Regions from separate parts of the Oryctolagus cuniculus genome. Here region 1 is linked to region 2. Evidence: chromatin contacts called from public Micro-C data. All regions are on one chromosome and are shown on one strand. The core of a region is the stretch at or near the end of the contact, and the rest is flanking DNA. Distances in the headings are between cores, read along the strand shown. Region 1 holds the start of CD55 (CD55 molecule (Cromer blood group)). Region 2 holds the start of PFKFB2 (6-phosphofructo-2-kinase/fructose-2,6-biphosphatase 2).

What was found. Hi-C and Micro-C count contacts between places; a contact is called where the count stands out from the background.
Region 1: a contact with region 2 is called in a Micro-C map of ear pinna, with 4 times the contacts expected there. The contact joins the promoter of CD55 here to the promoter of PFKFB2 in region 2. A contact is called at or near these places in 3 of 6 Hi-C or Micro-C datasets (ear pinna, embryonic fibroblasts and an unstated tissue).

What each region holds. Positions count from the first base shown.
Region 1 is chr13:22,375,217-22,381,147 of mOryCun1.1, forward strand. CD55 (CD55 molecule (Cromer blood group)) reads left to right here and starts at 1,919. Exons shown (of 11, transcript XM_070055223.1): 1 at 1,919-2,132; 2 at 5,383-5,574. The coding sequence starts at 2,033. LOC103350989 (a long non-coding RNA gene) reads right to left here and starts at 1,263. Exons shown (of 9, transcript XR_011381404.1): 1 at 929-1,263; 2 at 149-215.
Region 2 is chr13:22,174,190-22,179,979 of mOryCun1.1, forward strand. PFKFB2 (6-phosphofructo-2-kinase/fructose-2,6-biphosphatase 2) reads left to right here and starts at 4,437. Exons shown (of 16, transcript XR_011381393.1): 1 at 4,437-4,570; 2 at 5,079-5,770. It overlaps YOD1 (YOD1 deubiquitinase), which reads right to left and starts at 4,281. Exons shown (of 2, transcript XM_002717546.5): 1 at 3,939-4,281; 2 at 1-3,062. The coding sequence starts at 4,281. The coding sequence ends at 2,359.

The sequences.
Region 1 (5,931 bases), core at 669-3,168, 200 kb after region 2:
AATTAATTAAAAATAAATTTTTTGCTGATTCCAATACAACAGTGTAAGAGCAGACAAGGTTTTGGAACCAAAGTAGGTTTGGATTCTGGCCTGGACCCTTATCGTCTACGCTGTTCTGGTAAGTCCATCTGTCCATCTGCTTCCTCACCTGTAAAACGCAGCTGTGTTGGTGAAATGGAACCTTCAGGAAGCAACTGGAACAAAACCCACAGAGGCTACAACACAGGACAGGCTTTCTGAAGTCACAAACGTGCAGAGTCGACTTTTCTTAATAATGCTGATTTTCTTCTAGAGCCCTCTGCAAACTGCATAAATGCACCATGCCCATCTGTTTCTCCCTCCCTCCTCTCAGAATGCTGTAATCCCTTGGGTGGCTGTTGAGTGCTACTTAAAAGTCCACCCAATTATTTCTCATAAAAGTTTTGTTTGGAAAACAGAATACCGAAAACGAAGTATTTTGGAAGGTGAACGCTTAGAGCATTGAGTGAAGCCAAGTTGGGTGGCAGAGATAATTTTTTTCCGATGCTTTGCTGAGCTCATTGTTTTTCTCGGATAAAAAGCTGCAGCAGACACTGAACACTGAGCCAGACCTGTGTTGAGGCCTCTGACAGTGCCATAACTGGCCTTGACCTTCAGCTCTGTACCTCCTTGCCTTTCACAGCCTTTCTCTGAGCCCAGGCAGCAGTGGAGACCACCTGTCTAAAACCACATGGCCAGGGGAGAGGTGGTAAAGGCCCTGGGAGGCGCTACTAAAGCAGTACTAGCCCTGACAACGTGTGCTTTTCTATCAAATATGGTGGAGGGAGTAAGAAATTTTAATATTGAATACGAGGGTTACACCAGGTGGTTTGAAAAGTCTGCCCCTGGGCTTGCGCTGTGCTGCAGTGGGTAAAGCATCCACCGGCCACACAGCATCCTATACGCGCACCTGTCTTGAGTCCTGGCTGCTCCACTTCCGATCCAGCTGCCTGCTAAAGGCCTGGGCAAGCAGCGGAAGATGGCCCAAGGGCTTAGACTGCTGTCACCCAGACGGCAGACCCAGAAGCTTCTGGCTCCTGACCCAGCCGCTGCAGTGTGGCCATCTGGGGAGTGAATCAGCAGATGGAAGACCTTTCTCTCTCTCTCCCCCTGTGACTGTGTTTAAATAAAATTTTAAAAAGAAAAAAAGCAAAGCCTGCCCTCCACCATGACCTCTCCTCTGGAACGTTCTAAGCCGGTGAGGCTTTACTAGAAGCTTATGCAGTTCCTTTCCTGGAATCCGTGCACCACTGTTTCCCGCACTGGGCAACCAGGGCTGGGCCCAGCCCACTGAGCCCTAAGAAAACACTGCTGCTGAAAACTTATTTTCTCCCTGATGCATCCTAAAGCAACCACCGCAGGGCCCCCAGAGCGCTCAGGAAAGCACACCGAGGCAGGATGGCGACAAGACCCCAGCGGCACACACAGCGCCTAAGGGCGCAGGAGACCTGCGCAGGCCGCGGCCGCCGGACCCTCAGCACCGAAGGGAGCCGCGCCCAAGGGGCCCTGTGCCCGCCGCGGCCTCCAGCGCTTCTCCGCCCCGCCTTCCCGCCCCCAGCCCCGGCGGTACCCCCGGGCCGGACCAGAACCACAGAACCACCCCAACGTGGAACCCCGGGGCCGTCCTAGCGGAGGGGGAGCCGCCGCGCCGCTCGCTGAACCTGCTTTTCAGAAACCCGCCAGGGAGCATGCGCGGCCTCCCTGCCGCGCCGTGACACCCCCCACCCCCCACCCCCGGGCCCCGGCCCCCGGCCCCCGGCCCCCGGCCCCCAGTTTACTAGCAAAGCACATATTTACGTTTCCGGCCACAGCGGAAGGGAAGCGCCCCTCCGGCCGGCCCCCACCCAGCCGCGGGCTCCGCTCCGCCCCGCCCCGCCGTGACGCGGCCCCGGCCCCGCCCCGGGCGCGCCATGAACTCCCGCGGCCGCGGTGAGGGGCGCTGTCGAGGCCGCGCTGCCTGTCCCGCCGGCTTGGCCTCGCTGTCCACGCGGCGGAGTCGCGGCCCCTGCGCGCCATGAGCCCCGCGCGACCGAGCGTCCCCGCGGTGCTGCGCGTCCTTGGCGGGCGGCCCCTGCTGCTGCTGCTGCTGCTACTGAGCGCCCCGGCTGTGCGGGGTAAGTGGCGGCCTGGGCCGGGCCGGCGGGGCGGCGGCGGGGCAGCGCGGAGCACCTGAGGCTCCGGCTCCCCCGACAGGGTCCCGGGCGCAGGCTGAGGGTCCCTGCTGCTGACCGGCGCTCGGGCGGCCCGCGGGGCCGGGTCCCAGCCCGCACACGGGCTGCTAGGGACGGGCTGCTAGGGGACAGGGGTGGCGTTTGAGGTCTCCAAGGGCTGAGTTTCGGGAACAGCCAAACCTGGGGACCTCCGCAGCGAATTCTGGACCCCTACTCATCTCTCTGGGGGGGCCTGGTAGCCGCCCACTCTCCGCTCTCTGGGCTCTGAGCCCAGCGCGGTGCCCGCCGGCTGGGTGCACCTGCAGACGGCTTCTAAGACGCGCAAGGACTTTCTGAGACACTTTGGGGAGTGGTTTGTTTGGTTTTTTTTGGCTCCGGGTTTAGTGGTTGACAAGACGCGAGGCCCAGCGAGGTCTGGGGTTGCCGGTTCCGCCCTGGGAGGGCGGTGGGGCCGTTTGGCCGCAGCTCTGCGTTTCTGAACTCGCCAGGTGACTGCGGCCTGCCGCCGGACGTGCCCAATGCCCAGCCCGTGCTGGAAGGGCTTTCGCCTTTCCCCGTGCAGCACACGGTGAGGTACAAGTGTAATGAAGGTTTCGTGAAAGTTCCGGGCAAGCCAGACTCCGCCTTATGCCAGGAAAACAACCAGTGGTCAGAGGTGAAAGAATTCTGTAACCGTAAGTGCCTGCTTGCTTGTAGTGAGGTTGTGGGGAGGGCGTGCGTCTTGGCAAGGTTATTTTACACCTCTCGTTAGGCACTGCTGATTGATAGGTTTCCAGCCTTATTAAGTCCCAGGGACAGCCCCCTGGCCCTTCACACGCCAGCTAGTGGAAGGCAGCACTGAACCTGCCAGACAAACTCCCAGAGAAATTAAACAATGAGATCCGTTTAGGGAGTGCATTGTATATGAATATATTTGTCCATTACCTCAAGACACGTAGCCTAGGTGAAGTTTTCTTACATTTTAAGTAAGATTTAACCTAATGCAACTCTGACCAAAAAAAATGGCAATTTTTTTGCTTAAGGATTTTTTTTTTTTGGACCGGCAGAGTTAGAGAGAGAAAAGGAGGGAGAGATCTTCTACCTGCTGATTCACTCTCCAAATGGCCCCAGCTGCCAGGACTTTGCCAAGCCAAAACCAGGAGCCAAGAGTTTTATCAGGTTCCCCACGTGGGTGCAGGGGCCCAAGCATTTGGCTCATCTCTGCTGCCTTCCCAGGCGCATTAGCAGGGAGCTGGATTGGAAGTGGAGCAGCCAGGACATGAACTGCCCATATGGGATGCTGGCGCTGCAGGCGTTGGTCTAACCCAGGGCACCACAGCACCGGCCCCTGGCATGGCGTGTTGAAAAGCTCTCTGTGTGTACTTCAGAATCTGTTAAGTGCAGAGAAATGCATCCTCAGGCGATTTCATCACTGTGTGGACATCGGAGAGACAAAGCTACGTGGTGTGGGCTGTATGCGGTGGCCCATGGCTGCCACGCTACACCAGGCCAGCATGCCCCTGTTCTGTGTACCCTGGGCAGTTGTAACACAGTGGGGTTTGTGTCAAACATACCTAACCCTATTTAAACATAGGAATGCAAGTGCTGGCAGGGCAGAGCCCTCCCCCTGGGCCAAGGGAGGTGGCGCTGGGTGAGTCAGCCCGGGAGTGGTGACTGTGGATCTCTGTACGTCACTGACACTGCCCGTGCACGGTGCGTTATCAGTGCCGTCTGCCCGGGCGATGCTGGAGTTATTGACGGATTTTACTCCATCGGAAATGAACTTCGGTGCTTTACTTGACAAACTTTCTAGTTATGGGCCCTTTTGTTATAACACTTAGCTTAAAATGCGAGCACCTTATGCGGCTGCCCAAAAATGTCCTCTTTAGAACCTGAACTCTGGGAGCTGCTTTTCTGTTTACAAATTTTTTTATGTATTTTCTTTTTGACTTTTATGATTGTAAAAAATGAAGGCATGACTGCATACGTTAGTGTAGGCCTTCGTGGGGTCAGGAGGTCGGGGCGCTCATGGAGCTGTCTTCTGTGGTGGACACTTCCCGAGGGACCTTCCTGAGGCCGTTTCACAGTGGAATACACCAATAAAGAACCAAATTCTATTAAGAGCCAATAACACAGTCATCTGGCATTATCCATGGTCAGTATTGCACACCCGTCACACTGGTTTCTGTGATGTGACTAGCCATACAGCTGGTTTGTTTCCACCGGCATACCGCAGACGTGTGGGTCATGGGTCACACTCCAGCCTCACAATGGCTGTGATGTCACCGGGGGACAGGAATTTCTCATCTCCGTTATAGTCATCGGAGTCCTGAGAGTCCTGGTTAGACAGCACTTGATAATTAAAGACAAAGATAAGAGTTCACGCTGCCTTGACACAGCTTGGATCAGCAGAAGGAACTACAGTGTTCACAGGAAATGTCACACATGCTTGGTGAAACCATTTGTGAAATAGGATTTCAGTTCGTTTTGTTTTTTAAGAAGGCAACAAGTGTATAGCCTATTACGTAGGCATCACGTTTCAGTTTATAATTCTTCCCCGTGTGTTGTTAGCTAATCCCCCAGACAACCCCAGGAGGTAGGTGGGGGCCGTCACCCTCATTTTGCGGCTGGGCTCCCGGAAGCTAAAGGACTTCCTGAAGATCAGAGCTGTCCTGCAGAAGTGGCAGCCTTCCGGGTACAAAGCCAGGGCCCCCTGCAGTGGACAGGGGGTCCCCAGAGTCACAGCTGCCTCGCTGCTGACAGTTTGTACACACTTCAGGCACTCTCCGCTCAGCCCACCCTTGTCCCAGTGCATTGTTGCAGGGGTTGAATGAGCGGGTATGAGTAAAACACAGAAGCATTGGGTAAATGTTAGCGATTGTTTCTGTCGTTGCCCCCAGGAGTGAGCAAATATTTCTCCTCCTTTATCCCTGATCACATGGTGCTGGATAATTCCTTAGGGCAGATAAGGGAAGTATTTACGGAGGCCTGGCACTGTGCCAGGCAGTTTCAGTGGGTTTTGGTTGTTGAACAGTGGGGATTGGAATTTCTGCCCATTAAACCTGCTTCGCAGGCCTCTGGTGACTAGAAGTGGAAGTGCACCTGGGAGTGTGTTGATCACGGATCTCCGTGTAGACGCCAGGTGGGTGGGAGGGCATGTGTGGTGCAGACGAGGTCACACTGCTCTCCTTGTTGGCTTTCTCACTGCTTCCAGGCAGCTGCAATGACCCCCCCAGGCTGCTCTTTGCATCCCTTGAAAAGACTTACAGCAATCAGAACTACTTCCCAGTCGGCTCCACGGTGGACTACCAGTGCCGTCTGGGCTACAGAAGGGAACGCGACCTGTCCACAACACTCACTTGCCTTGACAATTTAGAATGGTCCAAACCTGCCGAGTTTTGTAAAAGTGAGTATGAGCCCAGCAAGCTTCCCCCCTTCTGGTGTGTGGAGGAAACAGCAGCTCTCCCGGCACTGGGGCAGGAACTCTGTGTTCTGTCATATTATTACTTAGCGATTTCTTGCTAAAAAATGTTTACCTATTTATATGAAAGGTGGGGTGTCAAAGAGAGGGGGGCGCCGAGAGAGATTTTCCATCTACCGGTTCACTCCCCAGATACCTGCAACAGCTTGGGCTGGGCCAGGCTGAAGCCAGGAACTAGAAACTGCACCCTGGCCTCCCACATGGGTAGCAAGAACCCAAGCACTTGAGCCGTCCTCTGCTACCTCCCTGGATCCGCATTAGCAGGAAGCTGGAACAGAAGCA
Region 2 (5,790 bases), core at 3,187-5,686:
CAATCACACAGGCTGCACACCACACTTCATCTTGAATTTTCCATGATTAGAACATTATTACAGTACCAACGACCAATTTCAGTAAATAATTTAAAAAGTCATTTTTTTAAAGTGACCTATCAGGGTTCACCTGGTGACTGGACAACCTAGTTGACCCAGACAAAGAAAGATTCCCCAAAAGAATACTTAACAATATGTGATCAAAACTCTTAAGACCCTGGGTGGGGGGTGGGGGTAGGGGCTGTCACTGCTGTTGAATATCCTTGCTCCATTTCTTCCCTTTGTACTTGTTGAATCAATCCATTGTAGGTAATATTTATTTTAAAGTGAGAAATTTATGTTGGGAAACATATCAAACCATGCCTGCAATATGATAAAATACTCAATAAATATTTGTTGCATGAACAAACTTCTAGGTCTAAAATTTCAGTCAGCAAATATCAAATGTAGCTCCTGAAACGGCAAAGAAAGGGAAGACAGCTTAATGAATAACGATGCAGAAAGCTCAATCAGATAAATGTCACCTGGTGGCATATTCATAAATTACATTTTTAAATTTCATCTTTTTTTGAGGAAAATAAAAATCATACAAAAATCATCTAGACCAGATGATAGGGACAGATCTTCAACCATATTCATTCACATGTAACATGATTGCCAAACATTATTGTAAGCTCACAAGCGCTATTTTTAAGGCTCAGAAAATAGAAAATGAAACACTTTTTAGTTATATTGACCATAATAACTTATAATACCTAAAACAGATATGCACTCAAGAGGTACTCCAGCAACCTCATTTCATGATTTGAATCTTCGTTGTGAATTGTTCCTTCAAGTATTTTCCCCTAAATTGTTCACATGGTCCTTAATTCTACACGGTCACCTTCACCGAGTGTAAATGCTAAAAGTAAAACTCAATTCTAAAAACATCTGCTGAGACTATATGCTGAAGAGATATTAAGTGCTTTAGAGTATACCATAGGTTTCCTAAGAGATACTTCATCAAAACTAACTTCACAACATTAAGCTTCTTCACATGGTGTGAGATAATACATAACAAACTCTAACTTAGCATCCCTGATCTTCATAGGAATTAAGAAAAGAGGTAGAAAATCTTATGTGGAAGATCTCGTAGTGCAGCCACGTGTCAGAGGGCATGCCTCGCGGACCGGGCCGCCAAGCAAATGGCTGCACATCTACGTAACTAGGAAGAAGCAGAAGTCAGAGAAAGCTGAATAAGGCAAGGGTTTTAAAACTTTCATGTTTTGGAAGAGAAACAAATTCATTTAACAGCATTATCTCAATTACTTTGAAAATGTTTCAAAGTACAAGATCACAGATTAAGCAAAGTGCTAATTTGCAGAAATATGGAATTATTCAAGAGTGGTAGTGGAGGGACAGGGCTGGCACAACACCAAACACTGTTCAGGTATGCAAAGTCTTGTAAAACACAAGCCGAAGCATAGCATTCTCACTTTGGATGAAGATGTTTTTTGGAGGAAGTTCTCGTGACAAAAAGCTGAGAAAATTACATCCCTCCAAATTTTCATGTAAAGAAAGCAAAAATCAAATACTGGAATTTCAAGGAACTTTGATTAAAAAAAAATTACCCTGCTTAATTTTAAAATTGTACCCAACATGACAAAGACCAGCACAGGAAGTGCATTGACACACGAGGCTGACGTCCTTGGAAGCCGCAGGGAGCTGCTTCAGGCACCTTTTCCTCATACATTCTACTTCACACACCAGAAATCCGCAGCAGGACACAGGCGCTCCTGCTGTCAGCGACATTCTCTAGGAACGCACTCATCCCTGTAAAGATTGCTTGTTACGTACTCAGAAGTGGTTAAGTACACACTGATAAAGTCTACCAAATGGCAATATAAAATCAGTTTTGACAATTCTGAGTATCTTCGTTTGATAAATCAATTCATAATTTAGAAACTATTAACTCACTCAGTTGTTAAAAGGACTCAATTACTGGAGACACTGGTACACGTCCGGGGCCTCATGAGAGGCTGTCAACATTACTCGAAATGTGGCGTTCTCTTCTTCTACAGGTGAAAGCTGCTGCGTGCTAGTTTATAATACTGAAACTCAATCTCCAGCAGGTGGGGGGCCACCTGTTCTGTCACCCCCGTGGAAAGAGGGCAGGCATCACCACTGTAGACACACATCTGTAAACTTGCACACTAATTTTAATCTTAACAAGGAATTTCAGTGTCTTAGTGGTTTCAAGTTCAAGGTGTGGTTCAAGCATTGTGTCCTTTGTTCTTTAGGGTCAGGAATAGCTTATTGGAAAACCCAGAGCCTTCTGGATCTGTGAGGTAGTAGGCTTCCACCCTCATCATGCATAGATCACACTTCTCCAAAGTTGGTGTGGCCTGTCTCCTTGGCATGCTCTCTTGCCTCTGCCTGTCCAGTCAGCCCCTTCTGACACACCATGCATCGCAGGGTGAAGCGGTTGACGTCGGTAAACTGTCTCTTTCTTCTAGCTTCATCTGCTAGTTCCAGTGCTTGTACGAGGACAATGTCATCGTTCGAGGAGAAGATGGTCAGAGGCGGCGTGTCTGGATCCGGGAAGTCTCGCTGCAGCGGGTCGTAGTGGATGCCATCGTAAATCAGCAGGACCCTTTTGGTATACCCCGCGTCTTCCCCGAAGCGATCGATTCTTACCGTCTGTGTATCCACTACACAGATTTCACACTGGTAAAATTTAGACAAGATGGAGATTTCAATCGCTCCTCCCCAAGTATCATCCCTTTTGATCCAGTCACAGTACTCTTGATTTGTTTTTCCCAGTATGGCCTCACTGTAGAAGTCTGGATCGCTCGCTACGATCTGTGCTATGAGGCGTCTCATCTCAGGGGCGCAAGCTGGATCCAGGACGCCTCCTTCAACCACATAGTACACGCTGGTGAAGAGGCAGGAGTTGTCTGCTGGGACCACAGTCCTGGAAAGCACAGGCAAGGTTTCCTTGACATAGCTAGGAGCACCGTGTTTTGAGAATGCAGGTGAAGCTTTGGGCCTGGTTTGGTCTTCTTCAACGATCAGCATATCGCCTGTTAAAAATAAAACAGATCCAGAACTGCAGAGAAATGACAGATGAGATTAGCCAAGTCTGTAAATTACAAATAGAAGCTGGGGTTACGATGGAGAACACTGCTGCCCCTAGGAACACTAGAAACACCTGACCCCGACTGTTCACAAAGGTGAAAACAGAACAGACTTCAAGCTGCACCCCAAGCAAACGAAGCCGGAGGCCTACACCGTCACACTTCCTTAAAAAGATACATTTAAAACAAAATTGCCTGCGAAGCCTTCGTCCGGAGGGTGTTTTCCCTAGACCGGCCGCTAGGGGGCTCTCGCCCTCCTGAAACTTGGCCTCTCTCGCCCCGCTTGTGTTTACAAGGTCCCGGATCCAAGAACAAAAAGCTTTTAATTACAACGTTGATGTTCAAGTTTTAACACTGGACACAAATAATTACTGTCGGTTAGGACTTGAAAGAGCTCTCCGTGGATGTTTACAAGCTAACTCTACGAGGCGTGCACCTGTTAAACTTAACTATTCAACGCGGGGGACTGCAAAAACGAACCAGGAAAGCCAAAGGAATAACCCCGGACCCTTCAGACCGGCTGGCCAACGAGCGACACCGGGAACGAGCGCTCGGGACCGAGAGGCAGGCCCTACCTTTTCCAACTTTTGCGGATGCACGGGGAAAACAAGGCTGAGCTAGCTTCAGGGAAGCACAGAAGGCAGGCTGGGGAGGGCGAACTCCTGGGCTCTGGGCTTCTCTTCCAGCCCTGTGTAAAGGCACGGAGCTGCCGGACACTTGGCCCGGCCTCCGTCAGCGCCCCCAGCCACCTGCCTTGCCTGGGTCTCCGTCCCCGCGCGCGCCCCTCAGGCCTTCCCGCTGGTCCCAGCTCCGATCCCTTACCTGATTGGATGGGCAAGTCCCCCAGAACGGTGTCCCCGTCGCTGAGATCCAGGCACTCGGGCGGAAAGCCGACGAGGATTCGCTGACCGCCGGGGGCGATCCCGGTGATGGCGGCAATTTGGCCCTGGAGTTCTCGCACCCGGGTTCGGCTGGACAGCCCCTGCAAAACATGGGTGCCATCCTTGGCCTTGCAGCGCAGCCGCCACATCGTGTCGGACTGGCCGCCCACAGGCCAGACACCCGCGGGGCCAGCCTTGGTGGCGGCCGCAGGAGGCGAGACGCCGCCGGGGCAACCGGCCGCCGGGTGGACTCCAAAATGGCCACCCTTCGCGGGGCCAAACATCGCGAGAAGTCGGCGCGGGCTACAGTTCTCGCGACACTTTCCGCCTCGGCCCTTGGAGGAGAGCGAACTCCCTTAAAGTGGTCGCTGGTGTTGCAGGGACGAGGATGCGCCCCGTATCCCTAAAGCATCCCTGGCCTCGCCGCGCTCCGCGCCGGCGGCTTATAAGGACAGCGCGCGGGAAGAGGGCGGGGAAGCAGTTCCCGGAGGGAGTCGGGTGGAATGTCGGCGGCCAGTGATTAGGCCGGCCGGGGCCTCCGCCCGACACGGCTCGGAATGCTAGGAATGGCCAGTGAGTCAGCGGGGCTGTCAGACGCCATCGGAGGCTCGTGGCCGCCCGCGCCGGGGCTGAGGGGCCGGAAGCCCGACCCTCCCACCCCGGCGGCAGCAGGCGGCCGGCCCCAGCCTGGGGGGCGCAGTGTGAGGAGGAGCGAGGGGCCCGAGCTGCCTCTGCAGTTCCCGGGCGGACAGACCCCGAGTCGGCCGCGTCCCCGCCTTCGGTGCCGGCGGTGGCGCGGAGAGACTCGCGGTGGGAGCCGCGGCGCCGCTGGGTGTCACGGCGAGGAGACAGTGCGGGGTCAGGTGGCCCTTCCCCACGCTGTAGGCCTAAAACCCAGGGCTGTGCCTGGCGTACAGCGCAGGGGCACGGGGAGGGCCGCTGCCACTCGCCGAAAGGGGAGATAGCTACACGTTCGAGCTGTTTGGGAGAATGTCTTCGCTCCCGGGTGGGGGGGGGGGGTAGAGACGCCCCGGGATTGAGCTCTAGCCCAAGAAGTGCATTTGCACTGCTCTTTATCCAGCCCGGACCCAGAGCGGCAGGGCTCCTCCTCTACAGCCTCCAGCATCAGCGGGACGAGGGCAGGCCCCTGGGACGTGCAAACTCACCGCCAGCGCCGCCGCCTCCGAGTGGCCACGAGGAGCCCCTGCTCTCTGCAAACACCTTTCCCACCCAGGCCCCTGCCGGTGCCGTGGAGCGCCTCGGGCCTTCAACACGACCGTCACAGATGCTGTCGCGTGGGCGGGGCGGGGCGGGGGCGGGACGGTGGGTGAAGTCCAGCCGGGCGCATGGCTGGGTCCGGGAAGCCCCCGGTCCCTCGTTAGGGTACACGGTCTGACCCACGGGGAGCGGCACGCGAACACTCGGGGCGCGACCCTCAAGAGCACGGTGGACGCCGACTCCCGGCGCCTCTTAGAGCTTTCGCTCGGGTGTGCGGATCCCACGCTGTCCGCCTGGGACTCAGGGATGAAAGCGTTAACCTCTGCGGACGCCGGCTGGCGCGGTTCAGTCTCGCGAGAGTTTTTACAGAACAGTCAGGCTTTCTGTGGGCCCCGCCCCCAGCCCTGTTGGTTACCAAGCAACGATGCAGCCCGCCCGGGAGCCCGGAGACTCCGGAGCTGGTCTCACCCTTCCTCGGGGCCAGGGTCCGCGGTTCCGCCTGGAGCCCCGCCCCCTGCATCCGCCGGCGCCCGGTTGGTCGGTGGTTCTCTCCAGGTGAGGACCGACGCGCGGGT